3 separate regions of the Mus musculus genome follow, and all the other regions are linked to region 2. The links are chromatin contacts, called in public HiChIP or PLAC-seq maps. All regions are on one chromosome and are shown on one strand. The core of a region is the stretch at or near the end of the contact, and the rest is flanking DNA. Distances in the headings are between cores, read along the strand shown. Region 1 holds the start of Slc25a13 (solute carrier family 25 (mitochondrial carrier, adenine nucleotide translocator), member 13). Region 2 overlaps Dlx6os1 (distal-less homeobox 6, opposite strand 1). Region 3 overlaps Slc25a13 (solute carrier family 25 (mitochondrial carrier, adenine nucleotide translocator), member 13).

Region 1 (4,363 bases), core at 1,542-4,041, 630 kb after region 2:
CGGATCATTAAAGGTCATGGGTCAAAGGGCATCCCCAAGGCCTAGGTGTGCTGGGAACAGTGAAATCTCAGACCTGGCCACGTCACACTCTCTTCTGAACTTGAACTCATGCTCACACTACGTGCTTTTGAGTCAGTGAGCTTTCCCCAATGTTTGGGTTGGCTGCTTGCCTAGCCAGCAAGGTTGGCAAAATGTGCTATAAAGCACAGGTGGTTAGGAGACCTGGATTCGTTCCCGAGGGCCGTCAGAATGAAATACCACAAGATGTGTGGCTTCAAACAACAGAAGTTTGATCTTTCACATTCCTGGGGGGATGCAAAGTCTTAAACAAAAGAGTCAGTGGGGCTGTGTCCTTTCCTATTCCTTGCTAGGCACCGGAGCCTTCAAGGTGGTGGGTGCAGATTCTTCACGCTCCTTGGCTTGTAGCTCCATCAATCTAATATCTACTTTTATCATATGAAATATATACAGAGTGTTTCTGTGTCTTCTTCGCTGTTGTTTGCATCGTCTGGGCCTGGCTGGCTGAGATTCGAGGTATAGATTAAGCCTGCTTCTGCAGAGTGCTGGGATTAAAAGCATGACTCATCATACCTGATCTGCGCCTCCTAATGAGAACTCCAGTCATGTCAGATTAAGGTCCTCCTTACTTGAGTGTGACCTCATCTTAATTGATTGTACCTCCAGTTTCCAAATAATGGTCCAGTCTGAGACACTGGGGTCAGGAATCTTGTGGTCACCGTTCAACCTTGCCAGCTACTTTCAAATGATGGTGGTGGGAAGACTGTTCTGGGATAGAGAAGGCATCAATGCGACATGTCACTTATGTCATTGTGAGAATTAACTGAGAATGAAATAACTTAAACTCAAGTTTACAATCTATTTTTACAGTATGATGTGTTTAGTGGGTTAAAAGATGTCTACTTCGTAGGTCCTATTGATCATATTCCTTTTTATGACAGAAAGCTCAGAAGTGGGATTGAGGATTGGAGGTGGGGGCGCGAGCTTGGATTCTCTGAGTGGTCTCTCACTGTTAAATGCCATTGAAAGTGCTTTTTCATGTTTGTTTCTTGTGGGCAAGATCTTATCATGTATCCCAGGCAGCCTTGAGCTTTCCCAACCATCCAAATTCTAGAATAGCCTTACAGATGGTGCCACCATGACTTTCTAAATGGGAGACAGGGAGATTACAGACAGCAGTGAACTCACACTCCAGAAGCAGAGTTAGAGAAAAACGGGATGCTCACTGTCTCCTGAGACAGGAGCACCGCGAGCCCTCGGGAAGGCAAATGCTTCTTTCTTGGGCTTTTCATACACTAGACAGAGTCCTGTCTCACTCCAACCCATCTTGTTGGAATATTCTGATAGTTTAGTCCTGACTCATGCCCAGTGTTATCATACCAGTGTTAGCCTGGTTCATGTTGCTACCACACAGTGCCTGAGAGTAAGGCTAAAAACGTATTCCTCGTAGTTGTCACCCTGGCTATGGACTCTAGGATCACAATTTCAACAAGTCAAGGTCTTGTCTCTGTTTCCGAGATGTTTCTCTGAGTACTGTATCTTCCAGAGAGAGGAAAGCTCTAGCTTCGCACGGCAGAGGACAATGAGAGTAGACTTACTTCTATGAGCTTGTTTCTTCTCTTTCTTTTTTGACACGTCTCCTTATATAGATAAGGGTGGCCTGGAACTCTTGGTTCACCAGCTCTCACCTTTCTGGAGCTGAGAATGGAAGGGTTACAAGCCCCTTTTTATGAAGCCATTGATGCAGACCTTAGGGCAGAGCCCATAGGACTTGAGTGTTTCATACTCCTGATTTAGTTTCTAACTTGTGAATCTGGGATACATTATGGCAACTGAGTGGAACCCTAACGACATTAGTACTTACAGTATACTGATTCCAGCCTTAGAAGGCACCTTCAGGTCTTTCCTGTTGCCCATACTCTTCCTCCAGCAGTCCCTAAATTTAGGTTGCCTTCTCTGACTAAACCCTTGGGTTCCTCAGCAATTCTGGGTCTCCTGTCTCCTCTCATTCGTCATGGTTGGAGCATCTCTTGCTATCTACGCATTGGACTGACAGTCTTACCTCAGGAGTAATCTCTGAGAGCCTTTCCTGTTTTCATTGTTCTTATGGTGTCCTGAGAGCAAACAATAGCTCGTAGGGTTTTTTTTTGTTTTTGTTTTTTTGTTTTTTTTTTAAGTTTGTCACCTCTTTGAGGCCTTGACCTCTTTTGTCCTCATATAGTTGTTGCAAAATAGAGTTGTTACAAATGTGTGTTCTATACCATATTCAAGAGTTTATCAAGTTAGAGCCACAAAGGAGGCTAGTCACCTGCTTGTTATCTTTTCTTCTATTAGTCAATACTTCAGGGATTTCATGATGGCATTAAAGTGGGGTCCATCTTGAAGCAAAAACCAAGGTGAATCTGGCAAGAACCTGACCCAATGTGTGCATCTATGAGAGTATGTATGTCAACGTCCAGGTGTTGTGTGGTAACCACTCTTACTTGGCTCTCTCATGGACACTGACCTAGCCAGCCCTTGGCCTCAGCCCAAGCTGCAGCTTCAGCTCACCAAGTCCCCGGTCTTTTGAGACAGTGGCTTGCATTTCTCCCTTGCCCCCGGGGTATACACGACAATGGCTACTAAAGCTGGACAGCACAGTCTGAGTCACGTGTCCTGGCCCCTCAGTAGCTCCCATACTGAGGCCCTCCCTGGCTACAGGGCAGAGGCCTTTAGATCACGCGCGCCCGGGAGGCCCTGGCCGGGCCCAGCCAATGGGCTGACGGCACCCGCATGACCCGCGCCAGGAGGGCGTGGGGAAGCAGGCCAGGCGCGCACGCTGCCGGGCAGAATCACCGCCCCCACCTCTGCTCGGGACGGGAAGTGAGTCGCCGGGGTCCCCGGTGCAATCCAACCAGAGAGCAGGTCTCAAAGCCGCCTGTACCCCGGCCGAAGCATGGCGGCCGCCAAGGTAAGAACGGCGGGCCGGGGCGATCTGGAGCCCAGAGGGGTCCAGCCGGGGTAGTAGATGCGAGGTTCCACCTTGCAGCTGAGGGAGGAAGGGGCACAGGGGACTGCACTTGTGGCCGCGTGGGTACCGCGGCCCGATCGTGCTACAGAAACTTTGCCAGCCGGACACTCCCACTTGGTCTGGCCAGGAGCGGTGTCCCGCGGGACCGAGCCCTGGCCAGCAAGGAGGAGCGCGCGAATGGGGCCAGGTAGCCTGGGGCAGGGAAGAGCCCAGGGACACACAAACCCTTCTGCTACTTTGGGGTTCTCCTGCTTCTGACCCGACTGTTGTTGACCTGAGTTTCTCCTTCCAGGGGCCCCAACTGGGCCTGAAGCCTATCCTATTACATTTCAAGGGTTCCGCCCTCCCGCTGGTAGGGAAGTCACCTTGACTTCCGTTTTGGAAACTGGGAGACTTGGCCTGCGTCTGTGCGCAGCTAGCCCTGGACCCTTCCCCACCCCCACCCCCACCTCCCATCTTCCATCCTTCCCCTTTCTCTCTCCATCTGACAACACTTACAAGGCAGCCTCTGAGCCTCAGAGAGGCTTCTTTTTGAAAATGACAAAACAGATTGTGCTGGGAGCATGTCACTCCTGTGAAGTTCTACTTAAAAGGAATTCTGTGTAATGTGAATCGTTCACGAACCCAGGGAGAAGGCAGCTCTGACAGGTTGACCTTTCCTCTTTCACCGGTTCTTCAAACCTGCACACCATTTCAGCCTCTCTGGACTGCATTTCAACTTTTCTGGCAGAATACCATATTCAGTCCCAATCACTCGAGTCATTGGAATTTATTGCTTTTAATTTTAAGTTCACGAAGGCAGCCCTTTAATCAAGCCTATACAACTTCTTAGATCATTTTAAGTGCAGTGAACTTAAATATACCCAACATTTCAAACATTTGTCCTTAATCAAAACTCTGTGATAACCCTGAAGAGGAAAACATGGCCACCACATCATATTCTGATTTATTCAGGCAAACTAATCACATTTGCAATGGAAATTGTAAGCAGACAAATATATTTAAATAGTGTTCTATGACTAGTCTCTCCAGGCTCCCCAAATCCTCAGTTTTCTTGTTCCTAGACTCAGTGCCTTAAGTGGCCTTCCTTCCTCTGTAACCCTCAGGAGTGTGCACTGGGTGTATTTGCGCATGAGTCTGTGGATGGGCACTTTGATTTATTTCTGAAGCTACTTTAGTTCTTTCAAGCCAATAGCCCCTTTCTTTGCATTAACTTTGCATGATATAACGATTGGTATAAATCAGTTCTCTGGAGTAAATACCCACTCATCATTTATATACCTGTGTGGGAGTTTTGTCACTTGATTTACGTTACTTTAATTGGAGATGCAGTAT
Region 2 (4,093 bases), core at 200-2,699:
ATCTACCTTTCTAGTCTTCTGCCTTTCTATAATTAGCCCCATTTCACAGATGTGAAAGCCAACATATGGTTCTCAGACCACAGACCTCTTTGGTGTCTGGGCAAAGGTGAGAGATGGAACACAGGTGTCCCAGCTTCCTATCACCCTGGTAACCATGTGTGACTGGGTTGGGAGGAAAATGGGCTTTGAAACTACTTTTCTAAGATAGGCACATGCAGGTAATATTTCTGGTTTTGTGAGGCTCATTGGGTCAATTAAGGAGATGTGATTTTTTTCATATGACAGATGAGGCCCAAGCCCCAAGAAAGAGGACAGCAATCCTGGGCTTTTCATAGGCTCTAAAAATGTCTCCTGCCTTTAACTTTTTCTCAGATTCTGAATACTTTTAACCCTTGCTTGTAGTAAATATATTTATAGTTCTAAAATGTGTCTCCCACAGAGGTCTTCACTATCTAGGTGAGGATCAATACTAAAACACCCTTTTTTATTTTTAAAGTGGGTTTTAAAGGCCTATTGTCGGGGAAATGAGATGTCATTGTGACCCCGAGGCTCAGGGAAAACGGGATTCTATTGGTGGCAGCGCCTGGGGCTGCACAGGAGTTGGCTCACGTGAATACTCTTGCATGCAAATCTAAGGCATGCGCGTTGTATCCCTCTCGCACCACTTCCGTCTAGTTGTTGTGATCAAGACTTCCAGGTGCGCAATAATTACATTTCTTTAGTAAAGGTTTCCCCCAGTCATCACCTGCTTCTAAGGTTCTGAGCCTCTAGGGTGCTCACCAGCTGCCTTGTGCTTTGCCCTCTTGGGCCAGATGTTGGGCCAACTTCTTCATAGGCAGCCCAAATTTTAGGATCCAGTGTATCGTTTTGCACCAACCCTTTCTCTTTGATTAGCTTTCAAGGACACAAAAACCACGTTTCATGGTAGTTGTAGGCCCCTTCTTCATACCCAGTCTCCCCCCAACCCCCAGGCACATCATCTCCCAATGAGAGAAGGGTACCAAAACCACTGTTCCTCACCCAAAAGCGTTGCTACACATGCCTAGGTACTACCTCCCAGGCATGTAGATTTAATTTCAAAGCACAGAGCGTGGCTGAGTAAGAACTGAACAAGCACTCCCTACACCTGAAGGCAACAGCTTAGAACCGCTAAGAAGTGTATCTGGAGTCAGCTGCCCCCAATGGGTGTGTGGATAAGGTTCTTAGCCTCCTATGTCCCTGACCTCTTGATAAAGGACTTAAGGGTTGTCCCGGGTGTCCTACGTCCCTCGGAAGCACAGAAACTAAAGACATCCTCGACTGGAGTCCGCGAATGGCCTTTTCCAGAATGGCACATCCCTAGGTGAGAAAACCACCGATGCATTCGTAGCTTCCTGCAGAAACTATTGGGGCTTCGGATGGAGCTGACCCACCAGGCATCGGGCGCCTGCACGCGCGCTTGGGGCCTCTCAGTAGCCCTTTCGGCTGGGTATCGCTGGTAGCGCGCTCCTTCGGCGGTCTCTTGGTTTACCTGCAGAGCCAATGGGTTCTTGTTTTCCTACCAGAAACCTCCTACCTCTGATCCCCCTTCCCCCTCACCCAACCTTCACCAGAAGGGCGAGATAGGTATTTGATTCTCTGATATGAATGATACGAATAATTGTCGCATCATGTAACTTCCTACATCTTGGTTTTAATTTTCACTGAACCAAACAAAGATATTTGCAATTTAAAAATAAGCACTCGGTTTAATAAATGGGAACATTGTACAGGGACGACTATGCGTCCCCTCCACCCCCTTCAGCAGACGTTATTAGCTCTGACAGCATGCCGCTCAGGATTTTGTAAAGGGATGACAGACAGGAAGGCCAGCAATCATGAACTCCTTGGCTGAAGCTTTTTTTTTTTTTCTTTTTTCCCCCTCTCTTTTCTTTCTTTCTTTCTTTTTTCTTTTTTTTTTCTTTTTTTTTTTTTTTATCAGAATGTTCTGTTCGATGCCATTTATCCTTGATGATAGAAAATTGCGCTGTTGCCAGGACGCCGCCGCCGCCGCTGAAATAGGGGGCAGGAGGCGCGTTTCCATTTTCCGGCTTGAAAGCTATTCAAATGAATGTGCAGAGTGGGGGAAAGTCTAGCGATAAACAAATGAGAATAAATCGAGTTCCCCTTTCTATTCTCTCCTTTAAATGGGAGGTTCTTCATTTCCCATAGAAAGAGTTTTGCTCATCAGTGTTTAGGAATACCTAGGAGATCATGGAAGCCAAAACAGGATTTCTTTTGATACTCTTTAAGTGACTAACTGCATAAACACTTAAAAAGAAGTGTGTCTAAATACATATGAAGTATAAGAAGTATACATACATAGATAACATATAGACCCATCTTTACACAACTCAAAGTACAATGCTAGGTAAACCCAGTAGTAGCATTTCAAAGGAATATAATTTGCAGGCAACACTACTTGCTATGCATATGAACCTCTCTCTAGTTACAAATCTATAAATGTTGGTAGATGGGGAAAATTTAGAGCCCTTCCTACCGTGTTAGGTATTTCAGGATCCTGTGCCTTTATTTTATTTTATTTTATTTTATTTTATTTTATTTTTGAATTCGGTATCTCTTAGCTAATTTCAATGTTTCCCTCCCTAAACAAAGTTATATAAATAAAAGTCACTCTATTTTTTTATTATTTTAGTCAATTTTCCAAATACACCCTTCTATAGAGTCTTTTTCTACACTGGGAACTACAAGCTGAAAGAATTAGTTTCAAGAATTGATGTCCTGTGCCTCTAAAAGACATAATGAAGAGACTGAAGTCTGCATTTCACTTCTTTAAACTTTGGATACTTTGCTAGTTTCAAAAGATCACATACTGAAACTCAAGGAATCATCACCAAAACGTGAAATTTGAAAAAATGAAAATTTAATAAATATAACCCTTAACCAACCTCTCTTTCCCTCCTCCTCCCTCTCCCTCTCCCTCCCAGTCTCCCTCCCCACTTCCCCATGGGGACCCTCACTATGTTTTAATGATTAAATAACTTTCATTGAACTTGAACTGATGTTTTTCAGTACTATAGTAGGTTTAAAAAAAAATCCCAGCAATATAAAGACTTTTAAATGCAACAGCTAATCTTCTTTGAGAGTCAGCTGGTATTAAGAAACAAACCCCATAGTTTAGATTTTCTCCATTTAAAAATGCTAGCAAGTTCTGTCTCTCAGACTACTGTGTTTTGGGGGTACACAGCTGTTCTAGACGCAGGACAAAGTTGGGGAAACCAGGGCTGCACAAAGGGGGAAAGGTGATAATGCTGCGTTGAACTTTTCCAGGAGGGTGTTCCAGGCAGCTGGGATGCCTAGCTACAGGCCGCAGAATCATCCAAGTTAGCTATAAGAAAGTCCCTTTTAAAATATTAGCATAATAATGAGAAAAGTACGCTTCCAGGTAAAACTAAATAAAACTAGGAACTGACCCTATGAAGTCAAATTAGCTTGAGTTTATTACTGGGAGTGTTCGGGTGCTTGGAGAGTCCCTTTCCCAAATTCATGGCCTGAAGATTTTGTTCAGAACGAAGAGCCCCACTTGGCAGAAGTTCCCACCTGAGACAACTCAAAAGGGAATTTCTTCTCTAGAGACTTGGTGAGCTCAGAGAGAATGTGGAGTCTCATAACTCAAGGCCTTGGTGGGGGTGTTATAAAACCTTTCCCCAGCTTCTGCACCCCTTGGGCTGGAAACACATGGCTCTAAGCCCTTGCTGGATCCCCAGTATGAACTGTCACTAGGAGGTGAAATCTTCTAGAGTGTCCAGGCTGTCCGGTTCTTCAGGGGTTATCCCCTTGTAGGGTTGTGCGAAGACCTTTTTTTTTTTCTTCCTGGTCGATTCTGGGGTATCTTCCACTCCAGACATTTACTAGGCTTTAGCTAAGCTGGAGGCTGGTGTGAGGTCTCCAGCTGGGCTGAGGTAGAACAGAGAGTCAGGCCTTGCATCTCTAACCTGATTCAGCTGGTGGGGTGGACTGTAGGCGTTGACCCCGCTTGTTACATGGGCATCTTGGTGCAGCTAGGCCAGTGGAGCTGTGGGAAAGTTGAGAACTAGAACTATGAAGCAGAAAC
Region 3 (4,405 bases), core at 565-3,064, 690 kb after region 2:
ACATATTATGCAGGATGGCTACTTACATTAAGTAAGGCATTTTTCTAGAACACTCTGCACAAACCAGTTATTCCTGTAATTGAAACTATATGGTGCTTCACTACATTTTGAGTATTTAAAATATTTTAACTATGTGAGATAATTGAGATGAATTAGTTTCATTATGTTAATGATTTCAGAATGTGTCTGCATTGGGAAATAAGTTGTCTGCCTTCAGGGCGTGCAGGTTAGGAGTCAGTTATGCCTTCGTCCATGGAGAAGCATGCTTTAGGTGATGCATGAAACAGCTCACACTTTCTATTTGCTTGGAAACCTCTTGCTATCTAAGCACGGTCTTTAAATTTCTTTTGTTGCTGAAGGTGGGGGCATCCTCTCTTTCATTCCTGCTAGAAAAGAATATAACGCTTTGAGAGGAGAATTAGTATTTTTTTTCCTTTGCAACTCGGAGTAAATTGAAAGCACCTCAGCCGTCTCTGTTTACCTGGGATGCTATGACAGTGCTGATGAGAAGTATTGTCCCTGAAACTAAGTCTCATTTTTCATTTGACCAGAAATTTGTGCAAATTCAATTTAGGATCAACATGTACCCAGTTTTTCATGTTCTTAAATATAGAAAATCATAATCTGTTTTAAACTTACTGTAACTGATGGGACACTTGTTTACATGGGTAAAATGACTCTACGCAAGTCGTATATTGAAGTTCATGTTAATGTTTGCTATTTAATGACACCTAATGATATTCAATGAAGGGTTATGCTGAACTGGAGAGAAAATGTGTTACCCAGGCAACTGCCTCTGGCAGGCTAGAGACTCGGGCATATGGCTCTATAGTACACATTATTTCAGCATCTTTAAGCATAAAGAGCCACACATGTAATTGACTGTGAAAAATTACTGCTCAGTTACTGTATTGTATGGTCACAATAGAAGTAAATGAATACGTCATTGTTGTTGGAACCAGTCTGTTGGGAATCACTCCTAGACTCTACTATTTAAGAAGCAAAAATACAATAAGAAGAAAATAGCTGGTTTAATTAACATGTAAAAATTGGGTTAATTTGAATTCAGCTGGCGCAGCAGATATGAATGTGAGATTTGGGGTGGTGTTCTGGCTTTTTGTCCACACCATGCATCACTGTATGGTTTTAGGGGCTTTTCCCGTCGTTTACAGTTTGCTTTTCCTGGGGTTTATATTACGTCACCCCAAAAGGGAGTTTGGTGTACTTTTATCCCAAACATAGAAATTACAATTGAATGACAGAAAATGCTAAAATATTTGTAAGCAATTAAAAAATGCTTCTCATGGGAAATCGGTGTAACTTGATTTAATATGTCGAAGCATGATTTCAGTTAATGCTTATTATTTATACTCTGTAAAGCTGAGTGAGGAAACAGAAACTCACCATTGGCAAAGGCAAAACCAGAACAGAACAAAACAAAACAAAACCCAACCCACCCATCAACCAAAAACCCCAGCCTATTTGCCCTTGTGACTTCCTGTGTGAGCTTAGGGGACTTTTATTAGTTTTAGAGTATTGTTTTAATTATTATTACCTGAGTTCAGACATTCAGAAAAATCCACTGAGAACAGCAGTCAGTGTCGTCCAATAAAACTCATCCTGCTCAATTTGGATTTTTGTTAAATGCGGTTTGAGCAGAGGCACAACCGTCTTGTACTGAAATTCTCCATGAAGAAAATCACTGCTCGGTGGGCCGCACCTGCCTGAGAGCCTTGGACGCTTTAGGGGACTCTGCCTCTGAGCCCAGGGAGCTGCAGTTTGGTGAGCTAAGAGTTTGCAGCCTGTGCTCTGCATGTTGCTTGGTCTGGTCTCTGTGCATTTAAAAGGACTGATTATTCAGAGTTCATCTGGGTACAGGAACAGCCTCAGCCGGTACACCAGTGGCCATGGAAAAGCTCCTCGTGTCCCTGCCTTCCCACTTGAGCTGCTCGGTCCCTACTGTATTCTTTTTCCCTCGTTTGTTCGCCCTTCACTGCCTGACCACTCCATTTTTTGGAGGGAAGGCAAGACAAGAACCGGAGACTGGAGAATCAACAGCCTTAGTGGCCACTTAGAGCAGCTGACAGATGGCTCACCTGCTGGCTTTTCAGTGAGTGATTGCTTTTCTGTGCCTTAATCTTCCCATTATCCTTCATTTGCTATTTTAATAAAGTCGAAGCCTTCTCAACCAGCCTTAACTAAAGGAGCAGAAAAGATGTAGGAATCAGTGCTTTAAAAACCCTGCAGTTAGGGTAAATCATTATTCCAACAGGCTGCCCAGTTACCCTCCCCCCTTCCTTAATGTCTTCTTAAAGACAATATAGAAATTAACATAAGGGCTTCGTAGTAAGCTGTTTTTCTTTTTTCCCTTCCCTGTTAACCTCAGTACATTTTTCCTTAAAAAAATCTTTGGGTAATCTTAAAATATTAATAATGTAACATATATACATATATATGTTTGTGATATACACGTATCACTCTCAGTATTTGTAAGTGTATGGTATGCAATTGGTATAGGTGATAAGGTAACTTTTCAGGGTTTTTTCAAAAGCATCTTTAAGTTTTTATATGTTGTGTGTGACAGTTTGCCTGCACGTATGTATGTGCACCATGTGCATGCTTGATGCCCGAGGCGGCCAGAAGAGGGTTCTGAGCCATCTCTCTGGCCCCAAATTTTCAGGTTTTAGAGACATTTTCTACCATTGATGCCTATTTATGTAGAGATGGTGGAGACAGAATTTGCCTCTAGTTCAGAAGGCTTTCGGTGTTCTTTTTTTAGGGTGAAATTGGCCACAGTCAGACCTTTATTATATCTCAACGTTTGAAAGGTAGAATGTTGGTGATGTGGCTTAGACATGGAAACAGATTCCCCCAAGACCACTGGGCAGTAGTTACCTAATAGGGAAAGAAAGAGAGGATGGGGTATAAAAATTGAGTTGGCAGTAGGTATGATTTAGTGTTAACTATTGACAAAGGAGAATCATGAGAGAGATGAGTCATATTGGTCTAAGTGCTTGGTTACCAGCCTCAGTCATGGAAGCCAATGTTGAAGGTGAAGGTAGGAATGCCATACCCCCTGGTTGACACTGTCAGTCTGAGTAGCTTGAATGCTACTTATAGTGACCTATAAGGCTGTGGCCACATAGTTAGGGTTAGCAGTATAGACGAGTCACTCTCTGTGGTAAGCTCACAGTTAGGAAAGCTTAAATATTTTTTGTCGTTGTCAACATGAAGGCAGTGATGTATGCAGAGGTGGTATTTATAGGCCAAATTCATGATAGCAACTCAGTAAAATCAGTAATAAAAATCTTTAATAGCTTTTTAGAGCCAGGCAGTAGCCTGCCTGATTGAATGGTATGCGATCTGCCAGGTTTCTCTGGAGCCAATGGATTTAAATAGGCCCTTGGCAAACACCCCAGTGAGGTTTGAACCAGAGTTCAGTTGAGCTGTGAGCCAATCACACTGGCCTCCAGCCGGATCAGGCCAAGCCCATGCTGGATCCGGGGTGGACCTGGGAAGATTCCCTGAGACCAGAGGATCCCACATGGGGCGGGGGAAAGACAGGCAAGACAGACACACCCCTCATAGCCCAGGAAAGGAGGCCACTGGATGGTGAAGCTAAGGTAAGGCAAGAACTTGGTCTAGTCTCCACCTAACTCCCGCTGCCTTGAAACATGAAACCAGAGCACTGTTTCTTCTTCTGTTTATGTGTGATCTCCCTTGTCACCTATGTAAGGGGCAGTTCGAATATCCTTGGTGACCTTAAGCCCTTATCAGTCTTCTGACTGCCACTGTCCCTGCAGCCATAGGCTTCCAGGTGTCATTGAAGGGGACGGAGCCCTAATTGGACTTCTAGTACACGCTCCACCAGACTGTCTTTGGCCACATTCTCTCTGCTGCTATCAACTAGAACTGCTTGGTCTATGCGCTACGCGGTACTGGCTCAAGGGGTCTTTCTGGCAAGACATGGCACTCCCCTGCATTCATTTTGCAGCGATGCCATGTGTAGGTACATGGGTATAAAAGTCTGAATGGCCCTGCCACTCCATGGCTGTCATTTTACCCCAGGGAGGCTAGCTAGTCTTGGATTTTCTTAGCCCCCTTGCATGGTTCCTGCACGCCTTTGCTAACCATTCACACAAAGCATCCCGCCTCTCCTCTGAATTGCTTGTTGATTCCGTCCCTACAGTCTAGAAGCACTGGAGTTGGGGCTAACCACACCAGTGAAGAAGTCTCCAGGCCTGGGGCTCCAGCACAGCTCTCAGGCATCTGTCTTCTTTATTCTTTGCATTTTGTCACCTGATTCTGGGGTGCCCTTTGTGCGCATTGCTTTACCCAGCCACTGAAGAGCGGTTCCTTGATTACCCAGATTCGTGTAGTTGTCATCATTTATGTCTAGAACATA

Evidence for each region. HiChIP or PLAC-seq counts read pairs in DNA pulled down with a chosen protein or histone mark.
Region 1: an H3K4me3 HiChIP or PLAC-seq map of embryonic forebrain shows a contact between it and region 2, with 5 times the contacts expected there. The contact joins the promoter of Slc25a13 here to the enhancer-like site in region 2. A contact is called at or near these places in 9 of 39 promoter capture datasets (the 3T3-L1 cell line, the C10 cell line, cranial neural crest and 4 more), 11 of 115 datasets of contacts at active chromatin or transcription factors (bone marrow-derived macrophages, cardiomyocytes, craniofacial prominence and 7 more) and 1 of 9 other capture datasets (embryonic stem cells).
Region 3: an H3K4me3 HiChIP or PLAC-seq map of embryonic forebrain shows a contact between it and region 2, with 5 times the contacts expected there. The contact joins two enhancer-like sites. A contact is called at or near these places in 5 of 115 datasets of contacts at active chromatin or transcription factors (craniofacial prominence, embryonic basal ganglia, embryonic forebrain and 2 more) and 1 of 9 other capture datasets (embryonic stem cells).

The regions. Positions count from the first base shown.
Region 1 is chr6:6,215,601-6,219,963 of GRCm38.p6, reverse strand. Slc25a13 (solute carrier family 25 (mitochondrial carrier, adenine nucleotide translocator), member 13) reads left to right here and starts at 2,791. Exons shown (of 18, transcript NM_001177572.1): 1 at 2,791-2,968. The coding sequence starts at 2,954.
Region 2 is chr6:6,847,902-6,851,994 of GRCm38.p6, reverse strand. All of the region lies in intron 1 of Dlx6os1 (distal-less homeobox 6, opposite strand 1), which reads left to right. Among named protein-coding and RNA genes, the nearest start is that of Dlx6, 13 kb to the left of the region's middle. Within about 2 kb of position 1,449, at least 11 of the 459 cell types and tissues checked have an H3K27ac peak or open chromatin away from gene starts, as enhancers often do. A contact at or near this core is called in embryonic forebrain, where this site is marked.
Region 3 is chr6:6,159,915-6,164,319 of GRCm38.p6, reverse strand. The region is part of intron 3 of Slc25a13 (solute carrier family 25 (mitochondrial carrier, adenine nucleotide translocator), member 13); the gene reads left to right. Among named protein-coding and RNA genes, the nearest start is that of Slc25a13, 55 kb to the left of the region's middle. Within about 2 kb of position 1,814, at least 18 of the 459 cell types and tissues checked have an H3K27ac peak or open chromatin away from gene starts, as enhancers often do. A contact at or near this core is called in embryonic forebrain, where this site is marked.